Regions from separate parts of the Drosophila melanogaster genome. Here region 1 is linked to region 2. Evidence: chromatin contacts called from public Hi-C data. All regions are on one chromosome and are shown on one strand. Each heading gives the region's core, a stretch centred on a gene start, on an enhancer-like site or on the middle of the called end of the contact. The rest is flanking DNA. Distances are from core to core; before and after follow the strand shown. Region 1 holds the start of Rab8 (Rab8,). Region 2 holds the start of wnd (wallenda).

What was found. Hi-C and Micro-C count contacts between places; a contact is called where the count stands out from the background.
Region 1: a contact with region 2 is called in a Hi-C map of the Kc167 cell line, with 5 times the contacts expected there. The contact joins the promoter of Rab8 here to the promoter of wnd in region 2. A contact is called at or near these places in 4 of 107 Hi-C or Micro-C datasets (the D17-c3 cell line, the Kc167 cell line and the S2 cell line).

What each region holds. Positions count from the first base shown.
Region 1 is chr3L:19,866,029-19,872,734 of dm6, forward strand. Rab8 (Rab8,) reads right to left here and starts at 5,050. Exons shown (of 5, transcript NM_079448.4): 1 at 4,353-5,050; 2 at 3,340-3,400; 3 at 3,075-3,279; 4 at 2,696-2,836; 5 at 1,460-2,617. The coding sequence starts at 4,476. The coding sequence ends at 2,525. It overlaps Usp32 (Ubiquitin specific protease 32), which reads left to right and starts at 5,111. Exons shown (of 14, transcript NM_001275148.2): 1 at 5,111-5,426. The coding sequence starts at 5,366.
Region 2 is chr3L:19,634,500-19,641,341 of dm6, forward strand. wnd (wallenda) reads right to left here and starts at 1,284. Exons shown (of 8, transcript NM_176363.3): 1 at 932-1,284. It overlaps Rnf146 (Ring finger protein 146), which reads right to left. Exons shown (of 4, transcript NM_001144507.3): 3 at 6,566-6,719; 4 at 2,708-5,819. The coding sequence ends at 5,074.

The DNA of each region.
Region 1 (6,706 bases), core at 3,800-6,299, 240 kb after region 2:
TCTTTATTAAACAAAGGAGGTTTAAGGATTGCCGGATAGTACATCGGAACACAAGAGTCAAAAACGATTTAATTGCGGTATAAAACATATTAATGGCATCCGTCATTATGTTGCAAGAGTAAGGATCGGACCAATTAAAGCCAGCTATAAAATTGTTTGCCTTGCGAAAACAGTGAATTCGCTTGGTTGACTTCTCCGATTTTACTTTTAATACGGTACGGTGTCGATTGTCACCTCGAAAGTAGGATGATATGGATCTTCAGGTTGAGTAAGATGTGCTACCCTGGACAGAAACACACTTTCAGGACTTGTTACAAGACATAGATCCAACAGTCGACCAAGAGAGTTTCGAATATAATTAACTTGCAACAACGATAAGTCGAGCATAAAGTCATGTTGTGCTAAAGGGAGAAGAATATTCGATTGTTCTTCTGGGACCACATTATGCCAGGTATATTAAAATCATCTAGAACTACCAATTGGTCCCTGTCAGACAGTTTATTTGAGATGGATTGGATAGCGGACAAAGTATTCAGATATTCTGGGAATTCAGAAGATAGCGGAATATACGAGCACATAATATAAACTGATCTGTCGGAAAATGACAGTTTTACGCATATGATTTCTGAGTTATGGGATTCGTCAAAAAGTAACTCTTCCAACGGGAGGGTAGATCTAACCCGTTCCCATTTGGAGGGACGGTCATAATGTGTACATATGTACGTGGGAAGACTTCGGAGTTAAATCCCCGGCTTTAAACAAGTCTCTGAACACTATTATACGGGATGCAAAGGAAAGGCTATTACAATACAATTTGGTTAGTTTGCTACGCAAGCCTCTAGCATTTTGATAGGAAGTAGTAAGATTAGTTAGTTTTTAGTTTAGTTTTAGATTTTTGAAGAAGATGAAGAGGCGGAGGGTGCAGTGGTCTGGCCATGTGAGGGATGTTTAATTCCCACGGGCTCTTTTTACAATTTTTAATTAGCTTAGCTTCGAACTCTTTTACCACCATATAATAAGAACTTTACGGGACTTTTCTTTAATTTTCCACACAGATATATAAATTTATGATGCCCCATAATGCAACATGATGTCTCGTCGGTATGTCAACGATTAAGCTATGATTCATATTCATAATCCTCTCCATCCGACTTGGGTCATTGGACATGATCCAGATCATTTAAGAGTAATCCCTGATCGAACCCTGAGCGAATAGACTTACCCACAAACTGGTATTGGATTTCTTAAGGTCCTCTCAAGTGTACCTGGGAAACCCAGTGCATTGCAGCATGGACATTTTGTATAAGTTGATAGTCCTCAGCCCATACTCTACAATGCTCCACAGCACAATCTGTCTACGCGACTTTGGGTCCGACGCGTCGAACTCGCCTGTCTCTGTTATGACAGAAGCTCAGCGCTACGAAACGAGCCATAAAATCTTTTCAAATAAAAAGTTTTTGGTTTTGCACATGATTTATTTTTATAAAATTGTATACGTTTAATCATTAATATTACAAGTAATTAATTAATATCAAATATGCAATTAGTTATCATTTAATTTCACATTATTTATATTACTGCGCTGTGTATGTGTTCATAATTGTTTATTGCTGCCGATCGATTCTCATCGATAGACTACCTTTAATTGGTGATATCTCGCAAATCTGCAAATCTTCGTTAATGTTTTAATATTAGGTGTAACGTTTTATTGACAAAGTCATGTGGTGTGCGGCAAAGAACAAAATAAATAGAGTACGAACTAACCAAATGAAATGTGTGTGAAGATTAAGAAGAATATAATAAGCACCCTCGATCTGTGCGATACTACCACATTATATTATATAAAGTTAGGACCGGGTAGGGGGAGGTGCGGGGCGGATTGGGCTGTTTTACACTTTTGGGTCATTGTGCGTCTGGACCTCCTCCGTCGTATTCCCAACGTAATGGCAAAAGGGTTTCTGAATCGATCGAAAGTACATACAAGCAATGAGCAAAACAAGGACAGGTAAACTAATCATATGCATACATAGTACATACAATATATTTGTTTTACAATTAATAATTTACAAATCGACAACCATGGCTGCTAGAGAAAATCATAATTCCGTAAATACTAAAACCTCTTCGAGAAGGACGCGGGCGGGTTGGATTGGCTGCTCTTCGATTTTCGCTATCGCTGGATCGTTTTATCTTTAAACTTGAGTTATATACGTATATATGTATACATATTATCATGCCTAGGTATATTTCGTACACGCTGTCGTCATATACTTTATTTAATAACTGTTTCATAATGCAATTTGTGTTCTATTCCATTATCGCGCTTATTCGGTTAAAGGGAGCCGGCTGCTGATTGATGTTTAAGGTTGATTTAGATGTCAGTTAATGTCCGCTTGTCGGGGTCCCGCTTGTACTCGAACCTAACAGGAGTTAAGAAAACTACTACCTCGTAGTTACCACCATAAACCACTACCGTGTAGTCGTTGCCACCATGCCGCTTCAGTGCCGAGCGCACGTTGCCACGTCAAAGCAGACTGCACCTGGACAACCAACTGTCCTTCGTCCGACTGTCCATCGGTTTCAGCTGATGGCCGCCCTTGGGTGGGTTGTTCGCCTCCTGCGCACACAAAGGATGTAAATGGTTAGCCACAGTAAAAAAAACGCTTTGTCCGAGTCTCGCCACCCGCACACTCACCATTCGCTTTTCCGTTTTCGCTTTGATATCACTGGCTAGGGTGAGGAAGGCTTCTTCCACGTTAATGCTGGCCTTCGCGGAGGTCTCCATGAACTTGATGCCATACTCGATGGCCAATTGTTCGCCGCGCTCTTTTGAAACCTACAACGGGTGGAAAATTGTTTAATTATCGGCCTTAAGGGCAGATAGCTTTATGAAGCTGAAAAGAATATTGCGCCAAATCATTGTCTATCCCTTATTGGATTTAATAACAAATGATTATACACTAACTGAATTTGAAATATATAAATAAAATGTTTGTAGATAACTTTTATGGAACAAACAAATAAACGAACTTGGAGGAATAGCCAGCGAAATCACCAATTTCTTTTTTCCATACCTGTCGCTTATCGGTCAATTCGCACTTGTTTCCCAGCAGCATTTTCTCGACATCGGCGGACGCATTTTCCTCGATATTCCTGATCCAGTTTTTGATGTTCTCGAAGGACTTTTCTTGGGTTATGTCATATACCAGCATGATGCCCATGGCACCTCTGTAATAGGCCGTGGTGATTGTGCGAAAACGCTCCTGGCCGGCAGTGTCCCTGGAAAATGAATGGAGATATAGGTAATTAGAGAATACAGATGAATCGCCTAGTACTTACCATATCTGCAGCTTAATCTTCTTGTTATCTAATTCAATTGTTCTAATTTTAAAATCGATACCTGAAAAGAGAAAACAGATGAGCATATACACACATGTACGTTTGCTAATTAATTTAAATAATTTGGCAAGAGGCTAAACCTGTTTGGTCGGAACCCATGACATCGCAGCTAAAATAAGAGACGAAGAGAACCGAAATCCACAAACCACGCAATTAATTTAAACAATGTCGTTAAGTAAATGCCCCAAAATTGGAAGTGTCGCGATGAAAACGTGCCAAAAACGAAAATAAACAATTATTAGCCACGAGCAGAAATGGGAATCGCTCTACTTTTGTGTTTACAAGTACGGGAAAGTACAGTGTGCATGTCGAATATTATTGTGATTATTATTTTAATAAGCTTAAAATTACTAGCATAATCTGATTTAACTGCCACTTGAAGTTGTACTGATTATGATTCGAATTTATTAAAAAGTATTTGCTGTGTTTGGTAGAAAGGCTTCACTGTACTCGTACGGGAACAACTACTTGAATTCCCTCTGAGACTGGGCATGGGCCTGCTGGGTATATAATAGGGCATTCCCGATTTGGCGTGCGACGGTCAAGTCTCGCATCGGAACAATCCGGCTTCTGGGGCGATAAGAGCAGCGAAAGTACAAAGACTATGGGTACTCGGACTGAGTACTCATTTCTGATCGCTTTCCTATGCGGGTGTGAATCTCAGGGCGAGATAAGGCATCCGGATATATTCCTTACGGGAAAATCTTAATAAGCGCGAGAAATCAAACATGGTGGGAGTGCCCCTCCCATGGAAACAACAATATTTATGACAAATGCGCCCGGATGGGGCAGGAAATAAAAAAGAAAAGAGGCATTTAATGAGTCACTGGGCCAGAAGCTCGGATTTCCAATTGCGAATGAGTTCATGCGAACGAAGGTGTTATAATTAATAACCAAAAAAAAAAAAAAATTAAGAATCGGAAGACACGGTAAACGCGGATGATGACACTCACCTATTGTGGATATAAACGTTGTGTTGAAGGCGTCCTCAGAGAATCGGAAGAGGATGCAGGTCTTGCCCACTCCGGAGTCACCGATCAGGAGCAGTTTGAACAGATAGTCGTAGGTTTTGGCCATTTTGTGTGCTTTTGCGGTAGGATCACAGTATCTGGCCCGATAATAGTGCTTAGCTGGGGGTTAGGGTACGGGTTAAGGGTGATGATGCTCTGTACACGTCGTCGTCTCCTTAATCAACTGACTGACTTCCTCTCCGATTCTTGGCTAATAACACTAATCACGATTATGCCCCATGCGTGCCGTTTAGCGTATGTATGTACATATACACTATACCCAGACGTAACCGCACTAATCCACAATCTAATTGAATCGACTCGAATCGAAAACGTATAGTTTTTTCCTTCTCTCCGCAGCGCAGCTCTTTTTCTCTTGGGTGTGTGTGTTGTGTTTTCGATTTCGGAGCCGTGTCAAAAATGGCGACGTAGATTTAAGACCTTTTTGTTGTCTGTGCCCGAGTTTCGGATTTCGTGCGGCGGCTTTTCCGGTGGGCAAATGCAAAGGCGCTCGCTACGCGGTGCGAGTCTACGTTGGTTTGTTGTGAAAATTACGTGGAAATGAAGTTAATTACTGCTTTCTAATTACGCCCGTACAAAAAATATGAGTTTCGATAATTCGTTGCTGCGCAACACTGGCGCGCCGTCGTCTATCGATAGCTTATCGTACGATGGGGAAAACAGCTGTTTCCAGTTAGTGTTGGAAAGTGCGCGAATATAGAAAGAAACAGAGGAAAATAGCACAAGACAAGAGTCAAAAAGACAGGTGTATATTATATATTCATACACATATATCGTCGTGATCCTGCACCTGATCCTCGCCAGCAGCCTATTGTTCCGCCCGCGACTGTGAAGTGAAGTTGAACAAATGTGAAAAGTGGCGTCGCCAGACGCAGCAGCAGGCGGAGCCCCAGAATCCATTGAGTTGCACCCCCGCAAACAAGAAATTCTGGACCATGGGCACCAAGGAGTCCAAGCACTCCAATAGCGTCAGCTACGAGGATTCGGTGAAACGCGGTGAGTCTCCTCCGGCTGGTTACTTGTGGGGCCGTCTCCCAGCCGCAGAAAATAGGTCACTGCCAATCAAGAAAACAGAACCCCCTGCGAAAGCAACAACAACGTACAAGCAGGTGCAATCGATTCCATTGTGTTGTTGCGCCCACGTCTTCTGACCAACGGGAATCACCACTGACTTCCGCCACCACCATCCTCATGCTCCTCTTAATCCTATCTCTTGCAATTATCTACTGCCATTCCAGTGTGGCTTCTTTATTGCATGTGTTTTCATGTGCATGGGTATTTGCGTCTCCGCCGCCAATGACGTCACAATAGAAAAGCTAACCGAATGGGGTGGCAGTTGGAGGTGTGCGCTGTGTGGGTGAGAGACAACAAAGCAGCGAAGGCACATGAGAAACAGTTAGACAGCCAGTGGAGTGCAGTTCACGCTTAGGGTGACTGGAATGCGCGGATGCGGATGTCGCTGCGAATACGATTCATTTCAAGTTCAGCATGTCATTCCAGTGTTCATTTCAATTCGCACTCTATGGGCAAAGGTCTTCTGTTGAAGTATTTTATAAAGAAGCCTACTTTAAAATTTTTTTGTTTATAATGAAATGAAATTATAATGAAAGGGGAGCATTTTGGATTTCGATTTTCCAATTGGAATATCCATAAGAAAAATGTTTTAAAATAAATAATTCATTGGGCTTTTAATTCTGCATGTCATTTCCTTATTTCTTAAAATTCCTCTTTAAGTGGAATATGTTCAGATAGGAAAAGGAATTACTGTGTTTAAAACAAGCTGATAAGCCAAAAAAATAGAAATTTATTTACAAAGTATGAAAATCGGAATGTTCACTCTTCTCCAAATATTTTATAATAATGAACCAGCAATAAAATTGGTAATCATTCAGAAGAGTTAAGATTATTTAAGCCAACTTGTATACCCATTTTCGGCCCACTTTCAATGACGTTTAGCTTCCCTTAGTGCTTTTCACTTACTTTATTCCGCCTTCCCTTTGCGCTGGCAATCATCTAAATGCTGGTGTTGTTATGGTTATGGTTGCTGATTTGTGGCCAGGCGGCCCAGCCAGAGTTAAGAAAACGAGTGTCGCTGATAAGGCTCACTCCCCCGGAACACCAGCACTCCGGACCACCCCTCCACCACCCACCATCACTGGTGTGGGGCGTGCGACCGGGTGCGTGTGTTTCTTATTAGCCACTCCAACCGGTTCCAGTAAAACCAAGGGGGAAGTGAGGACTAGCATGCAAGTATGTGCGCGGTGGTCAATAATCGC
Region 2 (6,842 bases), core at 34-2,533:
CTGGGGATTTCCTTTTCAGACACACACACGCGCACATTCGTTCGCAACCTCTTATCAATGAATGACGAAAATCAATAAGAAGCAAACGACGTCAAACGGCAAAGGGCAAAAGGATATGCGAGCAGGAGCGGGAGCGAGACAGCAATAGCACCCACGCAAAAAAAGCTATTTAAACACACAAACACGGGAAGAAGAAGGGTCGATTATTGCACTTGCTGCCAATTCACTTTGCATTCCGCTTAAATGTGGTTTTCTTTCACTTTCAAACTGCAGGCTGAGCTATTTTTATGATGCCTTTAAAAGGCGAATTGCACAAAAGAATAGGCGCACACACAAGCTCACATACAGGTATTCTTTTTATTTGTACACAGAAAAAAAAAGTAGATATCAAAAAATGTATTTATATATTGTATCCCATTTTTGTAAGTTAGATGCTTTTCCAATTATTTTTGAGATATAGTACAGAATCTTTTTCTGTTAAAAAAAAAATATAATTCGCCAAATAATATTACTTTATGATTATTTTTTTTCTCATTTGAATAATATCTTTTGCTTTTCAAAAGATAAACATATATTAGAAGAAAAGGCACTTGATATCATTTTTTCCTGTGTACAACTCCACTTCTTGTTGTTCTTTTTTTTTTTAATTTAACTTGGCCAAAGCTAGAACATAACAAAAACAACAAACATAAATGTTCCCACACACACACCAGAGTACATTTCTCGCTATTGCTGTCTCGTTCACACCCACCCAGTAGGGCCCTCCCCTCTTGCTCGCACCAACGACGGAAGCCTTACAGCGCAGCTTTGTGCTGTTGCTGCTTCTTCTTCTTCCTCTGCTGCTGCCTTTTGCTCGCTCGTTCGCTCTTTTGGCCAAGAAAATCAATATAAAAATTCTTGTATTTGCACATTTTTCACACACTTTGCTCACTTTTCCAGCAATTTTCCACTGCGAATCGTAGTGATTGCATTGATTCGTACTTTATTCAGCCATTGGCGAAGAACTTTTATTTGATTTCAGCTTGAAATGGAACAATTAAAGACTGGTTTTCTGCTCTTCTTGGAGTTCCGCTGCGAAACGCGTTTATTCCGACCAACCGTCCGCACCAAAGGTAGATACAAATCGACTAAAAAGCAAAAACTGGCTGCTGGCTCTGCTTTGGCTTTGGCCGAAACCGAGTTCCAATCCGCTCTCTAGCGCTCTCTCTTGCGGATTTCCTCCACCAAAACCAGTTTGGAGCGCAGGTTGTGTTCACTGCGCAAGTGTGCGGGAGAACGCGACTGCGCGGGATGGCCAACCACAAACAGACATCAACTGCCAAGGCACTGGGTCGTTGTTGTTGCTGTCGCCTCTCCGATTATCCCCGTTTTTCTTTTGCTCACCACACTCTACTTGATAGTGCCAATGAAACTGGATCTGGCTTAAAAGTTTAATAAAGCTCTCGTCAGCGACGTGCACGATCGTGTTCAGTGCCTAAAAGCGCTCATGGCAGCTGCTTCTGAGCTTTTAGCAAAATAATGCTTAAAAAGATAATGAAGTCAAAAATAAATAAATTAAATAATTCAAATCAATGAAATTAGATGTACACATTTGTGTGTCGTTGAATATCTAAAACCTCGCTTTTACCACACTCTTTTTCATTTCTATTTTTATTTTCTCTTTCGAATATTAAGTACTAAATTTAAGAATACTATTAGCAACTTTTGGAAACTTTGATCTAAAATTTTGAAAGAACATCTGAAAGTAGAAAAATTTATTATTAGACAGTTTTTTATACTAAATGTGGGTATTAATTTTATTTAAAAGTCAGCTTCTTAATAAATGAAATAAATAACTAGATATGTATGTATGTATATCTATTTAAGGAAAGTCAAAAACTTAGTGATACTCTTAAAAAGAATGTATGTATGTATTTTGATTTTGTTTTATCAATATATGTTATAAAAGCATGAGCTAAGTTACTTAAAGTATGATCTTAATACTTTTTCGCTTTATACACAAACAAACATACATACATATAAAAATTAAACTTTAAATTGTTCTTAAATGCAATTCGCTTGCGTAAACAACCTATCAGCTTATCAGTCTGTACGTCATAAGCTGGGTATGTAGTTAAACTCGGCACGTCATCAAAGAATTGCTATACAAGAGCAGAGCTGTGAAAACGGTGTCTCCGGATTTGTGTCGAATCCCATACCCCTGCTCCTCCGCTTTCGCACAACAGGTAGAGCACGAAAATGAAAATAACATAGTGCAGCAGGTAGCATAATTTCTACATAAACAAAGATGACTCATACCCACAGAGGACTGATCTCTTTGGAGAACATGTTAGTGGGTGGGGGCTTTTCTACATCGTGGAAAATACTTAGCGAATTCAGCGATCAATTGTATATTTACATAGTTAGAATTTCCATAGCATATATTCAGCGATCAATTGTATATTTACATACTTAGAATTTCCATAGCATATAATATTCATAATAAATGTCTCTACTATGAATTGGAAAAGCATTATTCTATACACGAAATATTTCGAAATTAACAACTTATTATTATGTTACGTACATATGTATAAAAATATTACCTTTATCACCCATGATAACAGCATAACGCCATAAGTATATAAGATCTTTTTGTCGCGGTGTATCCTTACCAATCACACAATCCACTTTTCCCTTCTTAGAGCCACCTCCCCCCTTCCACGTTATCAACAAATACCTTTTCTTGTATGTTCTGACCAATAAATTGTTATGCTGCCTGCGTGCGGCTCAGGCGTTTTCTTTTGGTCCATTGCGCATGAGTCATAGGGTTTCACGCATTTGAGGGACACCGAGGGCCAGTATCTCCCAGGGTTCCAGTTCCATGTCCAGGGTGCAGGTTCCATGCCCGTCAATCAGTGCCACTTGCGAGGGGGAGGGGGTATATGATCTCAACACAAGAATTGCCTTTAACAAGTCTAAGTTAAGGGTAGTTGAGGATCATTGAGATAAGGATCTTGTTGGTATTGTTGTGAGAACAATAATAGTGTATCAATGGAAGATTGGAATATCTCTTTCTTTTGTGCTTCAAAATAATGAATCATTTTGTTTAATATCTATTTGTTAGGAAAGTTATTTTTTTCACTTTGCCTTTTTTAAAAAAGGAATCCAATATGGTCAATTGGTTATAACACACTTTCTTTTTAAAGCTGCCATCATGGAAAACCTTTTAAATATGTTCCTCAATGTACGCAGTTCTGATCTAGAAATTTAATAAAGAACTGAGTTTCTTGAAATAAAAAATGTAAATATTTATTACTTCCATTCGCAGACAAGCGAGCATTAAAATAATATTTCACAAAGGTTTTGTGGTTTTTTTTATTGCCCAACTTAAATACATGTCCTAGGAGCTATTCTTACAAATGTGATCTTGCACAGAAGCCAGATCTCTAATCGACATTTATCGGATTCAGCAATATCTATTACTTAACATCTTGTATAAACTAAGTTGTAAATGCTTAATTCATTAATTAAATGTAATTATATTAGACGACAGAAAATGCTACGTGCTGTTTATTAGAGTTGCCTTATCAGTGCTGTCAAAAATACCGGAGCGAGTGCTGTTCAATAAATGTTTCTTGGCACATTTGGTTTTGATTTAATTGTTGAAAAGCTAAATGATTATTAAGTACGAATCGAATTGTTTAGAAACTGCCACCATAGGATAGGAAAACCATATCGAAAAGGCTCTGTATTCCAGATATGCAATGCAAATGATTGTAATTAAGACCATTTCATTCATTGTCAGTTATGGAATAGCAAATGTTATCAAAATCCAGTAAAATGCGCAATGGAAAATGCCAGAAAGTATTATGAGGTTGACAATGAGTTGCGGTGAAATCAATTTGAGGTTTAATTTTAAAACTGCTGTTGATATTACCAGGAGGGGCTTTTCGAAGTCGGGAGTCGGGTTCAGTAGAGCTTTAGGTATACCGTAGATATTAGGGAAGCAACGAATACGCACTTCGCTGTTAGAAGTAATGGCGGAGTACATATCGAAAACGAATCTATAAATAGTAGTCACAAAATTGAGATTATTAAATCGGGCGTATATCGTATCCGTAGCACATAGTTGTAGTATACAACATTAGGTCTGTCTAACAATTTTCCTTTAAATCTATTATTTAAAGCAACTTAGAGTATACAAAATATCAATATATTCAACTGTCACAGAAATGTTTTTGTTTAACGCACTTCACGGCGACTTAATAATTAATACTGCATCTGATTCCCCTGATGACAGTGCGCTTCGAAAACAGCTTGCATTAATTTAAATCTAAAAACTGTGTCAGAACATAGATACTGTGGAAAGTAAGTCAAATTAAACGATTCCGATTTAAGAAACGCACTGAATATCAATTATGTGAGTGGGAACTTCCTGCTAATTGAACTCACATGTCTAGTTAATCCCAATTCATAAATATTGTCTTTTTCACACTACTCTTTCTTGGTGGAGGAGCTTATATTTACTTTTGCCAGCTTGCAAATGAGACCATAGGGAGGGTTAACTTTCCGAATTCTTGTAGAACTCTTGATTTTGTAATTATTATGTACAGGTTAATTCAGAGAAATCCTATTCGGAGGTCTTACAGAGATTTCTTAGAGCATTACAGGCCACACAAATGGATTCAACCAATGCCACTGCTGTCCTTACCATTTCCTACTAAGAATACCATTTTTTTGCTTTAATTGGGTTAAGTTTGTTTGGGGAAAATTGAATATCGTATTAAATAGATTATTTATGTTTCTGCTGTAACGTCTATGTTTCAATATCTGATTTTATGTTTTAAGGAATATGTTTGTTTACCCTGTAGACATTCTTTTCTATTTTTTCTATTTTTCCTGTTCGACGCCCAACGCTCTGAGCCTATGGTTATATATGTTAGTTGATATATTCTCAGGTACGCGCTGCATTTCTCTAGTTAACATTCCCCTTCCGTATATCGAAATCTGCTTAAAGGAACATTTGATATTTTCTTTAAATGTATCGATTAGGCGAGCAACAATATAAGCTTTCTGGTAAGTAGATTATTTCTAAAATCTCTGGGGATTATCGTTGGACTGTGGCTGCTCGCCCGCCTCCAGCTGCTCCCGTTCCCGCAGCTCATGCTCCTGATCCTGGTCGTTGTTCTCCTCATCGCTGGAGTCAACATAGTTGCGCATGGCCAGCGCCTGGAAGTCGTTCAAGGCCTGCTCGAAGAGATCAATGGTGTGCTGGTTGTGGGCAATCACCTGTTGGGTGTTCCTCAGGTCACGCGTGATCAGATCCTGCATGGAACTTGAGGCAGGCGAGGAGGCAGGCGAGCGCCCTGCATCGTTTGAATTTGTGGAGTTGGATTGCTCACCGCTGCTGCTGAGATCATCGTTGAGATTGCTAGCCGTCAGTCCCCGAGTTAGTTCATCTGCATGAGCCAGCGTTGAGCCTATTATGTCGCTAGCGATTCTAATGGCCGCATCTGTGGCTGCTATGGTGGATATGAAACTGGAGGCAGCTGCTGCCACGGTGGTTGGATTGGCTGTGTTGGTTGGCCTGCTGAAGACGGTGTCGCTGGTCACCTGGTTGCCTTCGATCCGCAGACCGGCCACCCCCTTTTTGGGTATGGTGGCTAGGTCTCGCTTAACCCTCCGGCAGCGAGTGGGCTCATTCTGGCGCTGCTGGACTAGCTGCTCCAAGTCCACAATGTAGACGTAGCCGGCTACCAAAATTGTACAGGATTTGTCGCCCTTCTTAAAGGCATCTTCGATGTCCTGACTAGTGCGGTCATCGTACTGCCACCAACCTATAGTTAAACATTTTGACAAGAAAGAAAAATTCGGAATGGAATGGAATCGGTCCAATTCTTTTCGACGATTTGGTCATTTAATTACAGTTTGTTATTACGGAAATGGATGTGCGGAATGGGTAAGGAGTTAGGTGTTGTCATTAATTATTAAAGTGTTCTTGTATTTTTAGTTCTGGCTCAGTCCAGCAACTCCTCTCATTCCGCCAGAAACGTCATCCGTGCTCTTGCAGCGCATTATATTGCGGCTCTTTTCTGGAGTCAAGCGGAGATACTGTAAATTCTGCAAAAAGTCGATGATGTACATACGCCCGCAGATCTGAATGGGCAGTGTGCATGGATGCGGCCTAATGATGTTCAGCTCATCGGGGTCTAAGCTCATAATATCGTCCAATGATAGGGCTGGCGAGTCCCGACCATTGTTTTCGGAAGAGGCTGGAGCGCCCTGACCAGATGAACGAATAATGGTTGGGTATATAACAATTTCTGAATCGGCATTGTAGAAAATAATATTTTCGTCACACAGACAATAGTGATTGATAGGGTTTGGACAGTCCCGATCAAATAAAGGAGCAAGCTCAGGGTTATCTGCCTTGAATATCTCAAAGCCAGCATAGGCGATCTCGATGTCTGCATTGGTCCGAGAATCGTACGCCCACCAGCCCCCTAGATGGGTTTAGTGCGTGAAGGATTTGGGGTTTATGGGAATGAGGGACGGCCGGCACCAAAAGCTTAATTATACTCACCGTTTCTTCCCTCGTAATACCACTGGAAGCCGTCCTCGGTCGCGCGAGTGGTGCAGATGTCCTCAATGCCATTCACCAGCTGGGGATGGTCCAGGAACTCGGCGGGAATCTCGCGACGGCACATAGCACAACGGCGGTTCTTATAAGCAACACCCTGGAAAGCGTAAAATGACCAATGAGAAATTAAAATTTGATTCGACATCGCTATGTGTTGAAAAGCAATTGTAATTTCCTAACACATAAAACTTAACAAGAAGCGAAAATAATACATTTCAGA